Regions from separate parts of the Hordeum vulgare genome. Here region 2 is linked to region 1. The links are chromatin contacts, called in public Hi-C maps. All regions are on one chromosome and are shown on one strand. The core of a region is the stretch at or near the end of the contact, and the rest is flanking DNA. Distances in the headings are between cores, read along the strand shown. Region 1 holds the start of LOC123427681. Region 2 holds the start of LOC123427683.

Region 1 (3,409 bases), core at 401-2,900:
AAAATAATTAATGACGGATTTCTTTTTAATTACGAACCATGTCAAAATTATTTCATGACAAAATTTAGTAATTCATAATGGCAAGTTTAGTTTCTTAATTTCCTTTTTTTATAACATGTTTAAATATGCTTTAAATATGAAAAAATAGTTAAAACATATCATAACAACTTCGGTGTAAACACCATGATAATTTGTATGCAATAGACATGACAACTTTTAACAAAAAGAAAAATCGTCAAAACTTATCGATGAGATCTAGTTTGGAATATCTTGTCCGAAAAGATTTAATGATGAAAACGATTTTTCATTAAAGTAAAATATTTATTTTTATTTTTATTTTTAAAAAAATCTGCTCACATCATCAATTTCGTCATTTATGCATGTATACGGTGACATGACAGAATTTGTGGCCATGAAGGTGTTCTATCGGCATGACCTCGTGCCATATCATGTGGCAGATATCGGCGTCCAAAAGAACTTTATCATGTGACAGTAGAGAAAAAGTGAAGCTTTACATTTTTTAGATAAAAAAGTGAAGTTTTACTTAAAACAACTCCGACGGGGCGACCCATTTCGTCTGTCATCGTTCGTTTGGGGTCGTGTGGACAAAATTGATGGCCCAACGCGTCGATCCATTTTCAAAACGCGTCTGTTTCTTATCCGCGCCGACCCATTTTCGGTCCAAATTTGGGACTGAAATGCGTCGGTACGGACGCGCGCGCGCCCTTTCGGTGTCCGTCTCAACCACCCGCGGTCAACATAATTCATAACGGCCGCCCTCCTCGGGCCCACGTGTCAGCGGCTGCGGTCGACCTTTTTAATCTGAGCTTGTGGAGGGGGGTTCGGCCTCATCTGCTTCCAGATCCCCGTCCTCATCTCGCCACCCCTCTGTTCCCTCGTCGGCGACCCTAGCCAGCAGTCATGGTCAGCTCCGCCCAAAATAACGGCAACACCCTCGTCGTCTATGCCCACACGCTGCGCCCGGAGGAGGTCGCCTACCTCCAGCATAAAAGGGCCCTGGCGGAGGCGCGCGCCCGTGTTGCGCCACCAGCACCCATGACCGGCTCCACCCAAAACAATGGCAACACCCCGTCGTCTATGCCTGCAAGCTTCTCTCGAAGGAGGTCGCCTACCTCCAGCATAAGAGGGCGTTGCGCCTGGCGGAGGAGCGCGTCCGTGCTGCGCCATTGTCGCCACCAACACTGCTCGTGCCGGCACAACCTGCCCCCGCACCGGCGTAGCCCGACCTCACCGCCGCCGTCGAGGACGCCTAGTTTTTTTTTGATTATAATGTAATGGGAACGCATTGACTCTCGCCGGCCTTCGTGACCGGCTTTTAATGTTTAATTAATGCTTGTTTATTTTTTTCAAAAATGCTTTTTTTATGCATCTGTAAAAAATGGGTCAAGCCAGCGTTGGACCCATACGATGAGCCAAACACCAAAACGGACGCCGGTGTCCGTCGAACCGATCCAAATGAATAAAGATCGAATAAAATTAACGTCCGTTTGGATCGTCCGCTGTTAAAGAGAGAAAATGCATCTTTCACAAATTGGACTTAAGAAATTGCATCCGCCTTGACCACAGGATGGACCCCGCGCACCAGTCACCGATTTCCCTCACCGCCGATGACACGTGGGCGGTGGGCCCCACGCACACCTCCGTCGTCTTCGTCTCCGTCTGCCCGTCTGGGACGAGTCGCGTGTCAAATCTTCCCATTATCCGCGCGATCCCCAGCCATCTACCACTCCCTACCATGGCTCGCCTCCTCGCGCGAACCCTAACCCTAGGCCGCCCGGCCGCTCCGGGGTCCTCCCTGCAGCCCCACCGCGCCCTCTCGGACAAGGTGGAGCTGATCGAGATCGACCTCTCCGAGGAATCCGCCTCCTCAACCTCCTCCGGCGACTCCGCGGAGGAGCCGATGGGGATGGGGCGGCTGAACGACGCCATCCGCGGCGTCATCGTTCGGCGCGCCGCTCCGGAGTGGCTCCCCTTCGTGCCCGGGGGGTCGTACTGGGTGCCGCCGATGCGGCGGCCGCTCGGGGTGTCCGATCTCGTGGGCACGGTCGTCTACAACGCGAGGGCCGCCGTCGACGCGGCGGAGATGGCCAGGGCCACCATGGTCAAGGCCGCGATGACCAAGGAGGAGGCCATGTGCTTCACCACGCAGCGGGGTTGGCCGTCGGAGGCCTATTTCGTGCAAGGTGAGGTCGAATGACCCTTGTTTGGATGGCGAAATGATGATGTGTTATGGGTACATAGTCTTGGAGCTGAGCTGACACGTTTAATCTGTGGGCGAAGCACGGAAGGGCGCATCTACCCCTGGTATCCGAAATGAATGATAAAGCCCAAAAATTCAAACTCGTACAATGATATCTTACCATTCTCTATCCTCTAGCTGGATACTCGACCTTCTGCAGTTATAAATCATGGACCATTTTGCGCTCTAAAACATGTTCTTGGAATTCTGTTTCTTCTCCAAGTGAAACCAGTCCTAATCAACCAGGATAGACTGTGCATGTCATTAGCTTTGGGTTATATTATGCGGTGCCTGATAAATTGCTCGCTGCGAACATTTGATATGTGTTTACATGATTTAGTTCACGCTAAATAGATATTTTTTTCTGCTCTAATACTTCCACCATGTGAAAATTAGTATGGGAGGTATACTACCTGATGAAACATGTAATTTTAATAGGTATAGGAAATCATGAGGATTTTTCCATAGTAGATGACATAGTTCGTGGGATACAGAAAACAACTGATAAATCATTTTCCTCTGTTCCATTTCATGCTTTTGCCTGTACTATTATGTTATTCTGTTTTTTCATCGACCAAATTCAACTGCATGGTTATAGTATGATTGGATACACTTTCAAAATGGATAGTGCAGTTAGTGATTGTGATTTTTTTTCTGGAGTGCACATCCAAATACGTGTCAGCGTCACTGTTCTGTAGTGTTAGTAATTGTTTTCCTTAGTACTCTTTTGTTTAAGATAGGTACTCCTTTTGTTAGCTTATGCATGGCATGATATTGTCGTAGCTGGCTGTACTTTTTATGCAGTTTTAGGTTAATTAGCTTATGCATCTGCATTTCTGCAAGTTATTTACCTTTGCCTGATGTATCTTAACAACCTAACAGACCTCCTAATCCACAATTAAATACTGTAATTTTTGCATTTTCCTGTTGAAGATAATTAATTCATTCAAGTTCAACACAGTGTACATAGGTCGGATTACCATGACTTTATAGTGTGTGTTGATGCGCTGAGATCCTCCACATAATAACTGTTATAAGAAAAAGACTTTTTTTTTCCATGAGGGAGTCATTTACTTTGATCTAGTGTCTTTCTATTATGTCTTGCAAGTTACTAGCAATCCTAGTAGTATAACTAGGCCCAAGAGTGGT
Region 2 (3,770 bases), core at 764-3,263, 140 kb after region 1:
ATCAAAAAGGAGCAAGCAGTGAAAATAGCCTCTAATGGAGTACGAACTACATTGTTCACTCGATATGAAATCAACAACTAGAATAACTAGATGATGTCCCGTTACGTTGCTGCGGGAAACTCGCTAAAAGAATGCATAAAAGTTCCTAGAAAATATCTATAACTAATGGGAAGTAAATCTAAGTTTAAAAATGAAGAGAATACAAAGAATATAAAAATGTATCAATGTTAAAAGAATGTTCATATCAAACAAAAATGTGAATGTAAACTACATAGGTATGGTGCAAGCAACCAATACATATATTTGAAATAGATGGTCTAATGCAAGAAAATAACTTGTGTGTAACATGCATGAATTGATGATGTACTGCTTGCATGGATAGAGTAATGAGAAACAATATAATTTATGACTTAAATGCATGACTTGCTCTTGTGGCATAGTTGCAGGTCTAGAAAATTTAACTAGTGGGTTGTAGCTATTTAAGAATAGAAGATTTGACTCACACCGATTGACCCATGGCCACTCCTTAATAACATAGTGAGCAGAGAGACGTCACTACACACAACATTGCATCCGCGGCAAGGTTCATACACACACGTATACATTCATTTGTATGAACGCATACATGCATACCATACTCCTATGAGTGAGAGACTGAACCGACATATCATTTAAAAAATTTATGAAGGCATCATAGACACCTCATCATCAACGAAGACGTCTCATCACCTTCGTGGGTTAAAATACTACTAGTACAATCCTTGTAACCATACAACCACACATTTGATTATGTACCCTTTAATCGGGGCATCCCCTACACCACGGGCATGTCAGTGTTCGTATTCCTAGTCCGTGGTATACGTACAGCACATACCCTTCGTGTCACACAGTCGTGGCAGCGTAGAAGAAACAGACGGGGGGCGCACGCACTGTAGCACCGTGCAACCGCGCGCTGTGCTGCACGAACGTCGGTCGGGCTCCGGCGGTGCCCGTGCAGCTCCGTATGCGAGCATCACGTGTAGCCGTGTAGGGTGTCGCCAAGAGCCGGGCCGGGCCGGGCCGAGCCGACCGTTGGTAATCTAATCTACCATCACGCGCGCCACACGCGCATAACATAATCCTCGCCCGCCCCCCCTCCATGGTTTTGGTTTTGGTTTTGGTTGCGTCCATCGTCCGGTCCGTTGGCACCTCGCGTGCGTGCGTGCACCTACCGGCGTGTCGTGGGGTTGCAGGCTCTGTGGTGCGGCTACTTGCAGCACCGTGTCGTGTCCGGCCGGAGACGTTCAGTGCAATCCACTCAAACGCACGCACGCACGCACGAACGAGAGCGGAGCGGAGTGATAGTGATTAGTTGGCGCGAGCGATCATGTACCACACCACCAATGATGGTTGCTTGCAAGCGATTATCGAGAGCTAACACTAACCGGGCCGTTAATGACGACTGCTGGTACACACGCTCCAGTGGCTGTTGCCCTCAGGCTCACGCAGCGGCACCCGATGGAGCGAGCGAGCGATCTTCCTCTGCTCACGCATCCAATTCGGTTATTTCCGAAAGGAGCAGGCTGGCTAGATGTAGACTGTAGTGCATACTCGATACGAGGGAAACAACGCCGTTGGACAGAGATCGAACGGGACGGAACAGTAGATAGTTATAGCGGACCCAAAGAAAAGAAGAAGATTTGCACCCCGCACCGACGCAGAATTATAATCGCGCGGGCGCTGTTAACGGAAGGTTAGAGGGAAAACGCAGCGCACCGTCGCAATCATCTCCTCGCCCGAATGGCAGCGCCTGTCACTACCCGAAGTAATTAATTCGAATTACCACCACTACCACTACCACTACCACTACCGTGTACTCCTCCTACCAGCAACCCTTTCGAATTCGCCAAGACAAAAACGCACTCCGTCAGAGAAGGAAAGAAAAAGCAGCCCAGGGGTAATACGGTCATTTAACGCGAAGCAACAGTAGCAGCGGGCAGCTGCATCACGGGGGAGGGGAGGGGAGGAGAGAGAGGGAGTCCTTCGTCGCGGTGGTAACAGACAGACAGCGCGGAGAGAGAGAGAGAGGGAGGGAGGGGAGCTGAAAGGCGTCGTACGCGCTCCCTCCCACCATCCCCCGCCCCGCTGCATTATTTTCTCTCTCCCTCCCTCCGCCTCCCCGTTTATTCTCTCTCCCCCTTCCTACTCTCTGTCCCCCATCTGCTCCATTTCCTCCCTCCCACCCCATTCCGTCGGCGCGGCAGCCCAACCAAAACCAAGCTCACTCCCCCGACGAGATGCTCGCCCTTCCGCTCAGGTACGAACCGACGTTCCTCGCGCCCCAAGCCCGCCCTCCACGGGTTCTTGGCGCCATTGCCGTCTACCCCCTGCTGCTTCTTGGTCCGAGCGAGTCCCGAGATTTGTTCGCTTGCCTGCCTGCCTGCCTGCTTAGACGAACCCGCTCCGGGAAGAGGGGAGGGGCCTCCGAGGCAGGCCACGAGAGAGGGAGGGGGAGGGGGGTGGTTGCGGGAGGCCGGGGGAAAACGTCCTTTTTGCCACCAAAGGCGGTGGTTGCGGTGCCCCTCGCCGCGGTTCTCGGGGACCGCCAGCGTTGCTAATGCGGCGCCTCGCTGTTTCCTGCTGTCGGTGGGGCGAGATTCCGCTGGGATTTCCGCAGATTCGTCTTTTCCCAGGGCTTCCACCTGTGTGTGAGATGCGCGCAGGGATTGGGCTTTTTAGCTACTACTTCCTGTATGTTTACGGATTTTTCTTTATTCGGTGATTACTGGGGATATATCTGTCTTGTGGCCGATAAATCATTCCTCACCTACCACTTCTTGGCTGCTGCTGTTTCTAGTTGTAATTCCTGCAATTTTAAGAGGGGTATTTTGCCTTCTTGTTTTTTCAGAAAGATGCCTAGATCTGGCACTGGTTCATTCATCTTTTTCTCCTTTTGCGGGTGCCTAGTTCGTCGATCTGAAACGGGCATTGCCCCTATGAGCTTTGCTGCCATGCTGTGATCTACTAGTATTTCCCAGCGTTACTTTGTTCCTATGCTTAAGGCCTGGCTGGTTAGGATCTACAGTAGACGTCATGCAAATCGATTACTCACCGCAGGAGTAGAATGGTGTCAAAAAACCATTTTATTTACCCTTCTAGTAGCTGCAAATAACTATGTTGGTTAGTATCACTGGGAGTCCTTTGCTGAAGCTTCAAGCTATATCTAAGATCTGATACTGTCGTTGCCAACTTCACTGCACGCTGGAAGTCATGTTTCAACTGTGTGAGGGGGTGGGGCACGCATTTCTTGCCACTGATGTTTTCATTTGTCTCGAGATTTAGCAGTTTCTTTTTTCTGCATACATTTGGGCGTGCATACTTAGTTATTTCAGGGGAGACGTCTCCATGAATTCTGAATGTTTCCAGAGTTTGTCCATAGCTTCATTTGGGGGGGAATGCTATATTATCTTATTCCAACTTGACTTGTCATATCAGGTTAACTTAGCTTGTTGTATCTGAAACTTGTTAAAGGGTTAGATCCGAATCTTGAAATAGATCTACTACGGCTGAGTCCTTCACTTCATGTATATTTTGTTTAGGTACCGATGCTATTGATGGCTTTGGCACTCAAATCTTGTCGCTAGTCTGTTAATTATTTTTGAGAGACATGTTGTTAATTTACTTTCCTACCATTAGTAAACGTGTTTTTTTTTTCAGCAACTTGTGTCCTAGAATGGTTTTGCCAATGATTGTGATAGAAAAAGATTTGAGCCATTGTTACAACAGACTCT

Evidence for each region. A called contact is a pair of places that touch in the nucleus more often than the background predicts.
Region 2: a Hi-C map of seedling shows a contact between it and region 1, with 2.3 times the contacts expected there. The contact joins the promoter of LOC123427683 here to the promoter of LOC123427681 in region 1. A contact is called at or near these places in 4 of 6 Hi-C or Micro-C datasets (leaf and seedling) and 1 of 1 datasets of contacts at active chromatin or transcription factors (embryo).

What each region holds. Positions count from the first base shown.
Region 1 is chr2H:604,975,164-604,978,572 of MorexV3_pseudomolecules_assembly, forward strand. It overlaps LOC123427681, which reads left to right and starts at 1,651. Exons shown (of 2, transcript XM_045111783.1): 1 at 1,651-2,204. The coding sequence starts at 1,757.
Region 2 is chr2H:605,117,398-605,121,167 of MorexV3_pseudomolecules_assembly, forward strand. It overlaps LOC123427683, which reads left to right and starts at 2,014. Exons shown (of 5, transcript XM_045111784.1): 1 at 2,014-2,296.